Linked DNA regions of Arachis hypogaea: region 1 is linked to region 2. A link is a contact called in public Hi-C data. All regions are on one chromosome and are shown on one strand. Each heading gives the region's core, a stretch centred on a gene start, on an enhancer-like site or on the middle of the called end of the contact. The rest is flanking DNA. Distances are from core to core; before and after follow the strand shown. Region 1 holds the start of LOC112771036 (putative leucine-rich repeat receptor-like protein kinase At2g19210). Region 2 has its middle 7.3 kb from the start of LOC112771832.

Region 1 (5,747 bases), core at 728-3,227, 47 kb after region 2:
TAGATTATTCCATACCACTCTTTATACTTCTATATACATCTACACCCTTCTAGAATACTCTATAACCTTCCAGAGTCTTCTAGAACCTTCTAGGATATTTCGGGACCTTCTAGGACATTCTAGAACGTTCCGGAACCATCTAGAGTATTCTCAAACACTCCAAAAAACTATACAAACACTGTTAAATCTAACCCTCTAAAATTTACCGTGACAAAGCGGTATTTTTCACAGAATTTGATTTTACATACAATAAACTAAGATTAAAAAAACTAATATTTTTCTAATAAAAACCCTTAAACTAACACTCAAATAAAAAAACATTTATTCACATAACATTTCTTTAATATGTATAAAATTTCGAGTTTAAATTCTATTACAGTATATATGTTAAGGTATATCATGAAAAGAAACGTAAAATATATAACAAGTGGTTCTGCTACTTCTATATATATACCAAATCACACGTCTTAGAGAGCCAGGATATGGGAAAATGATTTTGAGCCATGCATGGCTTTAAATAAACTTCATAACCAGAAATAAATCCATGTTGTTCTATTCTAGTGATGTTTACGCTGTGAAGAAGTCCATCCATGCCTGCATAGAGGCCACAGATTTATCACGATAACAAGTCGTGGAAGACCAGGTAGGACTAATTTATAACTTGTGATTTTCCACAACCACAGGATATAATCTTGTTTTCATATATAGAATGAGACAAAGAACGCGGAGATAATCTTGTTTTCATATATTATCTTGTGGTTGTTCATATTCATTGGCATAGCTGGCTAGAAATTGTGGTTATACACCACATTTAGTGAACATATACATCACAACAAATATATACGAGAGAAAGCTTAAGTTAATGGGATGGTGGGATGGTGAAAACTCAGGTGCAGTCGACTTTATGTGAAGTTGATAAATGAGAGTCGTTAGATGAAAATTTAATTAAATCAGTCAAATCATTTAAGGGGTCAACTGCATCTGAGTTTCTACCTAATATATATTATTTTAGAGACGAAATGATGTTTTAGTGAAGTGATTATTATTTTCGTTAATCTTTAACTTCTTGATGTAATATCCTTCTTGCTGTTCAATCTTAAATTGAATAATTAAATTATCTAATAATTTTAAAAAATATTTTTACTATCTAAAATACTAGGTCACGTCAAATTTTGATTCGAATGTTTAACGTTTTTAAAAAGATTATTACTCAAACAAATAATAAAATAAGTTATTTTAATTACGAGCAACAAAATCGGTTTTTACAGTAAATTCAATATTTTTTTTAAAGAACAAATTATTTTTAATTATATAAAAAATTAAGAGTAAATTAATTTCTTTAATAGTAATAATGAAGAACATGCACTAATCCATCATTAGTTAAAATGAAAAAAAATATTTCACCACTAGTTTTTAGTCAAATTCAAGTTCAGTAGAATATCATCTATAAAGAAGCCTATAAATTAAATGTTAATGTAAAAGCCCATAAATGTTAATGCAAATTACTTTTTCTCTCTTTGTTAGTAGATTGAATTATGTTAGTTTAATTTACTTTTTTTAAATTATCTCTTTTTGTTAGTAAATTGAATAATATTAGTTTAATTTATTTGAGTCTGAACATTTATATATAAGTCAAATTAGATGGATTCAATTTATAATTTAATTTAGCTAATTTGATCTACATAAATTTATTTAAGATAAATATTTAACCAATTTTTATTCGGTACATATGTGTATATAATATTAGCCTTCAATTAATTGATTAATGTAACCATAGTAAGTTATTGTTTTGTTTTTAATTTAAACAAATTAAAATTATTAATTAATATAATAAGAAAGAGAAGAAAGAAAGGGAAAAGAAATGGCAGTTATAGGTACTTTGATGTAGAGACAGGGATGACTTCTAAAGCGTGTTGACTACGGTTTTAGAAAATTAGAAACTTATTTAATATTTTTTTATTGAAGCAAATCACAAATGTATAAGTATTAACACATTTAGGGGTGCACATGATCCGGTCCGGTCCGAAAGTTCGGTTCGGTCTCGAATACTTTAGGGGTTAATTTGGTATAATTTTATCGGGTTTAGGGTCGGATAAAGGTCTCAAAAATAAATCCGGTCATTATTTCGGGTCGGGTCCGGGTCATAGCTCGGGTCACCCGAAATCGGTCTGGTGGTCCGGCCATCATACATAATTAATATTTTGTGTTATTAGTGATGGATCATGACTATTCTTATGTGGAATTTAAGTATTGTAAACCTTAATATTTTGTGTTATTAGTAATTATAAGACTATAAGTTAATGTTTCATGTTTAGAATGCATAAGACTTTAGACTAATGCATAATATTGTGTTATTTGTATTGATTTAAATATTTGGTATTATTAGACAATATTAATATTGATTGTGGTTATGCTTTAGTATTGATTGTGGTTATGCTTTAATTTTGAAGAAGGGTTGGTTCTTGCTATATTTTTCTAAGTAAATTTTACCATGTTAAATAATGGTTGGAGTCTTGAAAATTTGGATATTTTTACATGCTAGCTTACAAGAAGGTATCAACGTACTGTAATGTTAACGGCCCGGTTTTCACCCGGTATAATTGTGGCCCGAAAGTGTATTGGTTTCATCGGGTCTATGGACGAATTCGGGTCTAATAAATAGACTCAATGTATATTTTGGGTCGAGTCTAGGTCACATCAAACCCGGCTTCACCCTGTCCATATGCACCCCTAAACACACGGAAAGATAAAACAAAGAAAAGATTTAAAAAAAAAAAAAACAAACAAAAAGGTTGCAATATAGACTTAGTATACTCCCATGTCCTATGCAGAGACTTAGCTTGTATACAAGTTGACCATAAACGCTTCTTTAGGGTTTAGCGTGTATGTTGGGAATGATATGATTTTGATAGATAATATGATTTTGACATCTCTAAATACAGATGTCTATATATTAGAAAAATAGGTTCGTTCATGTGTACTGTAGATAACTAGACACATACAAAGCCAGAAGAAGGTAGTGATTAGAAAGTAAAAACTAACATGTGGAGGACTATTTTGAACGTTGCTTTGCTAGCTTTTCTAGTTCATGCAGTTGTGCTTCAAGCTCTGGATCAATCAGGTTTAATAATATAATTGACATCAAAATCTACATACATATATATTTTCAATTCAATATATATCAATAATTGTATATTACGTAATATGTTGTGTGTGTTTTAGGGTTCATCAGCATAGATTGCGGAGCCTTGCCCAACTCTACTGATTGGAAAGACATACAATATATTTCAGATGTCGGTATCATTAGCAGTGGTGTAGCTAAATCAGTGAGTTCTGACTCCATAAGTTACTTCAAACATAATCAACTGTGGACTCTGAGAAGCTTCCCGGAAGGAAGAAGAAACTGCTACAAGATAAACAACATCACAATAGGCTCCAAATATCTGATCCGCCTTGAGTTTGCGTACGGAAACTACGACGGGAGTAAAACTTTTCCAAAGTTTGATGTGTATCTTGGAGTTAACAAGTGGGATACAGTAAGCTTTGGAAACGCCACGCTTAATCCCTACGGGTACGAGACCGAAGAGATTATACATATAGCTTCACAGGAATACATAAATATCTGTTTGGTGAATACAGGCCATGGCACACCATTTATATCAACCATAGATTTGAGGCCTTTGAAAAATGATACCTATTCCATCACTTCTCCATCTGCTTTTGGATCACTGGTTAACTACTACCGTGACGATTTCGGTTATTCATCCAGCGACGACGACGATGACGACTATATCAGGTGAATTATCAAGCATCTTCCATCTGGTTAATTAAATTAAAGTGAAGAGTCAGGTATAGTAGTTGTTTTAATATGAAATTCATAATTAAAAATAGTTAAATAATTTGATATATTTGACTAAATTGTCAGGTACGTGGATGATCCCTTTGATCGTCAATGGAGAATCTTCATGCAACCTGATTGGGTAAAATTGTCTGATTCAAGTATTACAACTGCTGATGCCTTTAGCAAGAATGATTACCAGTTGCCAGCAGGTGTCATGAATACCGCGATCACACCGGCAAATGCAAGTGATCCATTAGTGATAAACTGGAGGCCAGAAATTCCAATAAGTGATGTATACTATATATACATGCATTTTATGGAGGTTGAGGCTGAGTCGAACAACAACGAAATAAGGGAATTTAACATCTTTGTGGACGGTAAGCTATTCTCTGAAAAACCCGTGCAGCCGCCCTACCTCTCTACAAAAACAATCAGAGTCGTAGTCCCGAACTCGGTTGATATTTCACTCGAAAAAACGCCGCTTTCAACCCTGCCTCCCATCATCAACGCCATTGAAGTTTACGAATTAATTCAATTCCACCAATTGGATACATTCCAAGCAGATGGTATGTTGTATTTATATCCTACTTTATTCAATACAGTATTGGGCTTCATGTTTGGATATCTCAAACTTTTTTATATGTTAATTTATTAGTTATTTTTTTGTTTATTATATTAAAAAAATTAAAGATTTTTTTTAGAAAAGTAATGTTAAGTAATTAATAATTTTTTTGAATAATATGAACAACTACCAATCAAATAAAAACACACTACACCTTCAAATTACCCACCTAAATCATAATATTAGAATAATTATCCCCACACTAGTGAAATGAACATATGATATATCAATTATTTACATTGTTTAGTATTTTTTTTGTCTATCTATACTTTTTCTTTTTAGAAAAGATGAGAATGGCAATTTTTTTAAAAGATATTTTTCATTATTTTTATTTTAAAATAAAACAATAATAATAAATAATAAATGCTACTACTAGTTGATGCCATCACAAGGATCCAGTCCGTCTATGGTTTGGCAATAAGAGAAGAGTGGCAAGGGGATCCATGCGGCCCCGCAGGCTACATGTGGGAGTGGGACGGTCTCAATTGTACTCGTCATCTAAATGAATCCCCTAGGATTACTGCCTTGTAAGTCACTTCCTATAGATAATTAACAACGCTTACGTTAAGCATATTAAATCATCTAACATTTTAAATGTCTTTACCTGAGTCTTCGTCTTTTATTCATGCAGAAATTTATCTTCTAGTGGATTGACGGGAGCTATAGATCCTTCCTTTTCACACCTCACTATGTTGGAAAAGTTGTGAGTTCATCTCATAATCTAAATAAAAAAAAAATACAAAATTTGCTTCCATTTAATTCATTTTTAGATAGGCAACTACTCAAATGAAGATGGAAAAAACATCTTTTTATGAAGATGCTTTGTTAAAAAATGTGACTTATTTATTTAGTTACACTTTAAATAAAAATATTTTTAGAACATATCAAAATCTAACCATACAATCTATCATCTAATAAGCGTTATAAAAAAAATATTTTCATATGAAAACAATTATAAAATCTTCATAATAGTATCCACCATTTTAAATATTCTGTGTTGTCAAGTTATTTGTTGTTTTTCCAGGGATTTGTCAAACAACCACTTGAATGGCCAAGTTCCGGAGTTTCTCTCTCAATTACAAAACTTAAAGATCTTGTAAGTTGTTTTATGATAATGCTAGAAAGAAAAAAAAAAAAAAATAATCCCGCCACTTAGCCAACAAGAATTTTACCAACTTCTGTCAATTCTTATGTCTATATTTAATAGAAATGTCTTTATAAATGTGTCTAATAGAAATATCTTTTTTATTCTAATACATGTATCTTCTAATAAAAATATCTTTA
Region 2 (5,325 bases), core at 1,952-4,451:
TGATCTCAACATATAAATATTCAATAATTAAAGTTCTTTAATGACCTAGACTGATGTATCTTCATATCTAATTATTTATACACATAATTCAAAAGAAAAAAAAAAGTTTGAAATAGTGTATGATTTTGTAGATTGTAAAACATGACAATCAATTATTTTACTTAACAATCATTGACCAAGTAATAATTGGAATAGAGAAAACATATTGCTTTCACTGTTTCAATTCATTTTGTTAAAAACAATCGATTATTTTATCTATTAAATCGATTAACATGATTGAATTATTTGACCTTAATTATTATTTATTAATTCAATTGGTGTCAAATTAAATGGATTGGATTAATCGCAAATATTTTACATTGTTTTTTCTTTTTCTCCACTTCAAAAGAATGTTTAACATTAAATCTTAGTTTTACAAAAAAAAAAAATTTAAGTTTTAGAAATTAAATTAGTTAAAAGATCTCATATCGTATTCATATACCATAATTAAGATCATCATTAATAAATGATTTATTTTTTTTGTTTTTAATTATTAATGATACAATTATGAAAATATAAATAATAAATAATAAAATAATAATTTATAAAATAAAAGGTTGATTTTAGAGTAAAATAATATATGAAAGACTAACTAATAAAAATATTATTTAATAAATATTAAAAAATATATTTATTACTAATACTATTTAATAGTTCAAATTGACCATCTGATCCTTAGGGTATACAAGCAAATGGAAGTGAATAATACATCAGGTTATAGGGTGATTCCAATACTTGTAGTGTTGAGAGTTATAGACCACTGGAAATTGTTGGTTAAATTTCTCTTATTTGATGAGGAACCTCCATTAATGGAGATTTATTTTTGGGTAATATTGTTTGGTATTATTGGCTTGAATTCAGTTGACATGATAAGTTCACATGGCCAAGATTAGCAGTGAATCGTTTTGTTATTCTAGTAGACTTAGTTGCTAGATACGAAATTATATTAGGACTTTGGATTAACGTTCTTCAGATTTTTTAAGTATTACCCCCTCATTCTTTGGGAGGAGTTGATAATTACTGTTATATTATTTTAACGGCTTGTTGTAAATGTCAATCCAAGTCAACTTTAAAGTAAGTAAAACTGACTTGTTATTTCACCTGTTCCTTGTTGATATACCTTAATACACTGTAATAGAAATTAACCCAAAATTTTATACATACTAAGAGATGATGTTAAATGAATAAATGCTTTTAAAAAAAGCTTTATACATATTTAATCTTAATTTATTTTTTTAATTATTTTACCAAGCTTTTAAAAAAAATTAGTTATTTAATCTTAATTTATTTTTTTAATTATTTTACCAAGCTTTTAAAAAATATTAGTTATTTAATCTTAATTTATTTTACTTAAAATCAAATTCTATGAAAAATACATCACTTTCTTAAAACTAACAATACATAAATATTGTGTGAACGAATATATGAATTAAACATCACAGAAATTATATCAAACACGACGCCAAAAAAAAAATAGATAAAAGTACATAAAAAGGAAGAGGAATTAAAAGAAAAAGGGGAATAAGGGAAGAAGACTCGAAGGTGAGAGGAAGAAGCAAAAAGTAAAAGTAGCACAAATGCAAAATCTTTTTTTTTTTTAATTTTATTTTTTAAGTCACCTAATTAATAAGAATTTGGTTGAAACGGCTTGTTTACTTCGTCTTCCTTATTGTATTATTAAATGTTTTATTATTAAATCATTTATTATATAGCTGATTTTTGCTAGTCTAATAGGTTATTGATCTAGATATGGACATCTTAATAATAACACGCCAGATTACAGTAAAAACTTAAATATTGCATGCAATGGCCTAAATCCACATGTTTGCCTCCATGATTGATGAAGCAGCGGAAGTCATTTCTCCATGCCTTCCACGGCAAAGAATACGTGTCATTTGGTGACAAAAATCTAAGTCACATAGGCAAGTGATGCAACCCCTGCTTTTCGTTTTCTTTCTCTTTCTTTTAACGAATCTTTGAATGCAATCAATTTCTTTGCTTAATTAACCATGTAGTTTGAAAATGGCAGAAAATATATTCTACAAGCATTTTGCCTTAATACAAATATAGCAGAAAATCTATGTCTAAACAATGTAATATAATAACTTAATTTGATATTAGTTAATTTAAAAGAGGAGAGTTATATTAGGTGACCAAATACATTAATGTTATTGCACTAAAATTAGATTGTTGTCCGGAAATAATATGTTGTATGGGTCAAATAAAATGTCAAATGAATAAAGTTAAAGCCACTGAAGCGGTATTTAAATATAGTGCAAAATGATCAAGGAGTTGAAGATAAATAAGTTAATTCACTAGAAAAAAAAAAATAAAGATATACTCAACAAAAAATTGTGATTTGGGATATAAAATGTAGGTATACTAACCGAAAAATTTATAAAGATGATAGACACGGTAAACATTACTCTTTTCTGTTAATCTACTTGATTGATAGTAATTACAAATATAACAATTAAATTTTGTAAATTTTTTATAGTAACAATTGCTCTATTACATACACTAATATACTAAAAATTATAAATTTAATAATGATTAATTTTTTATTTTATTTTATTTTAATTCACAAAATATATGTTTTAACTTGATTAGTAGGTATTACTAGTTCTAACTCCATTGGTCAAAGATTTATGTAGAATAAATGGTTAGGGCTACTAACTCCATTATTTTTGGCTTTGCAGGCTTCGACTTTGATTATGAACTTCTATCCACAGAATTTGATCATGGGAATTAGTACATAACTACTCTATACAAAAAAAAAGGGTACAAATTCACACAAATTCTAGAGTTTAAAATGATTATTATGATATGATAATTTTCTCCCCATGGGAATTTGGTAAGATTAGAGGTATCTCACTCTCTTTACACTTTTTTTTCCTTTTGGGTCAGACTTCAGAGGATATTGTACACACAGGTGCAAAACTTTGATTCTGGAATATTGGATGGGTTTTTAACTATAAGATGATGTAATTAATGGACTAGGTTGCTGGGCTTAAGTTTCTGGGCTTCGGAGGGTTTCTTTTAGCAATACATAAGATAGATGTTTTTTTATCATATTACTCTTTTTTTAGGTCTTCTATATTACTAGAGTATACATTTTATACCAAAAACGACGTATATTATACGTTGGTTTCCAAATGATTTTTTATTTGAAACCGGGACGGGTTGGATATGGAACTTCGGTATTAGGGCCTGGACAAGGTTGTTGGCCCAGTATGCTGACCCAAAAAAGAATTTATTCTTTTTAAAAATTATTGAGATTTGAGGATGACTGTTCTTAGTTCTTAGATAAATTAATTCTCCAACTTTTTTGCTTTAGACGCATTTGATCCCATGGATGTGTGTATAAGAGTCCATTAATCCACTTGAATTTCTTTTATCCACAAACATCATACTCGAATATATAAATATTTTATATCCTCCCTAAAATCTTCTAACTGATGAGATTAAGTTTGAAACAAACAAACAAGAATACAAAGCAAAGCAATGTTAAAAAAGTAAGCTTGGTGAAAGATTTAAAAAAGGAAAAAATATACGCATAAAAAATGGGTTTTTTATTTTAATAAATAAATTAATTATAATAATTATAAAAATAAATATTTTAAAAAATATTTATCAAAATAAATACTTTTCTTTTATTTTATTTACACTGTAAACGAGATACATGTATTTTTTAAAAAAAAAATTAAATAATAAAAAATTAATAATCCAAACTATTAGTATGCAAATAGTACATAAAAAGTTAGTAGAAAAGATTAAAATGGATATATTTGATTAATTAGTACTAAAAAATAATACATAAAAATTTTTAGATTAAATTATGATCTAATTGGATTAATTTAAATTTGAAAAATAAAAATAACCGTTATGTTAGGAGAGGTTAATAAGAATAGTGGAAAAATAATTAAAACGGTTATCTCCCACGTGGATAATGAAAGATAACACGAGAGATAACCGTTTTTTTATCTCTTTCCACCAATTTCTCCTAACAATTGACAAACGATTATTTTTACTTTTTAAATTTAAATTAATTCAATTGGATCATAATTTACAATGTAAATAAGATAAGAGAGGAGTATTTATTTCGATAAATATTTTTTAAATTATTTATTTCAGTAATTATTATATTTACTTAATTTATAAAAATAAAAAATTCCATAAAAAATGTGTGCGAAATTATTTCGAGAAATGGTGAATGCAAAACAAAGCGATAGAAAGAAAAAAGGGACAGCATATGAAAAGGGATTTGGATTCTCTAAAGTTTGAATTTCACTTTAGAGAGTAAAGTGTGATCTTTCACCATTTATTTTATAGGTGGGACCAAGAATAAATATGAGAGAGAAACCATTCAAAGGTAGAAAATCACACTTTACCCTCTAAAGTACAAATTTAAAATTTAGAGGATCCAAATTCTATGAAAAGTTGGAATGAGAAAAGAAAAAAGATAATAATAAAAAATAGAGAACAAAAAAAAAAAAAAGACTAAACGGAGTTAAAAGGAAAATGAAAAAGGTAACTAAGAAAATTAGGGGTGGCAAAGTGGGCCGGCCCGCTCCAACCCGCCCCGCTCCGCCTAGGCCCGCCCCGCCAACTAAAGTGGGTTCAAAATGCTAGCCCGCCCCGCTTTATGGCGGATTGGCGGGTTGGCGGGCTAGCCCGCTTGACTCTTTTTTTTTTTTTTTTTGAAAAATAAAATTCATTAAAATTAATCAAAAAATAATAATTAAAAAATCAAATACAAATAAAAAATAGTCAAATTATAATATAATTTTTTTACTATACTTTTTTTTTTAATTTTTAACTTCAATAAAATTGTTCAAAATAATATTTGTCAATAGAATCATCTTTATTTTATAAAATAAGTCACATAATTTGAGCATATATATGAAATTGTAAAATAAAATAAATAAAGTTAATAACTAAAAGAAGAATAAAAACAAAAAATGAAAAAAAAGTGTTTAAAAATTTTATAATTATTAATTTTATAATAGTAATCACTCTTTTATTTAATATAAAAAAATAAAAAATAAAAATCTTCGGCCCGGCGGACCGCCCCGCCCCGCCCCGCCAAAACCCACCAATTTGGCGGTGCGGATTTGGCGGGTTTTTTTAATTTTGGCGGTGCGGATTTTAGCGGGTTTAGCGGATCGGCCCGACGGGCTCGACCCGTTTTGCCACCCCTAAAAAAAATAAATGTAATTAAATTTTTAAACCATAAGAGTAAGTTGAAATAGAAAAGATTCATAAAATCAGTTACTTCCTAATTTT

Evidence for each region. A called contact is a pair of places that touch in the nucleus more often than the background predicts.
Region 1: a contact with region 2 is called in a Hi-C map of an unstated tissue, with 1.5 times the contacts expected there. The contact joins the promoter of LOC112771036 here to the enhancer-like site in region 2. A contact is called at or near these places in 2 of 8 Hi-C or Micro-C datasets (leaf and an unstated tissue).

Annotation. Positions count from the first base shown.
Region 1 is chr18:1,631,978-1,637,724 of arahy.Tifrunner.gnm2.J5K5, forward strand. It overlaps LOC112771036 (putative leucine-rich repeat receptor-like protein kinase At2g19210), which reads left to right and starts at 1,978. Exons shown (of 12, transcript XM_072223956.1): 1 at 1,978-3,121; 2 at 3,223-3,796; 3 at 3,926-4,407; 4 at 4,840-4,990; 5 at 5,095-5,166; 6 at 5,488-5,559. The coding sequence starts at 3,043.
Region 2 is chr18:1,584,085-1,589,409 of arahy.Tifrunner.gnm2.J5K5, forward strand. No RefSeq gene overlaps it. Among protein-coding and RNA genes, the nearest start is that of LOC112771832, 7.3 kb to the left of the region's middle. Within about 2 kb of position 3,202, at least 3 of the 3 cell types and tissues checked have open chromatin away from gene starts, as enhancers often do.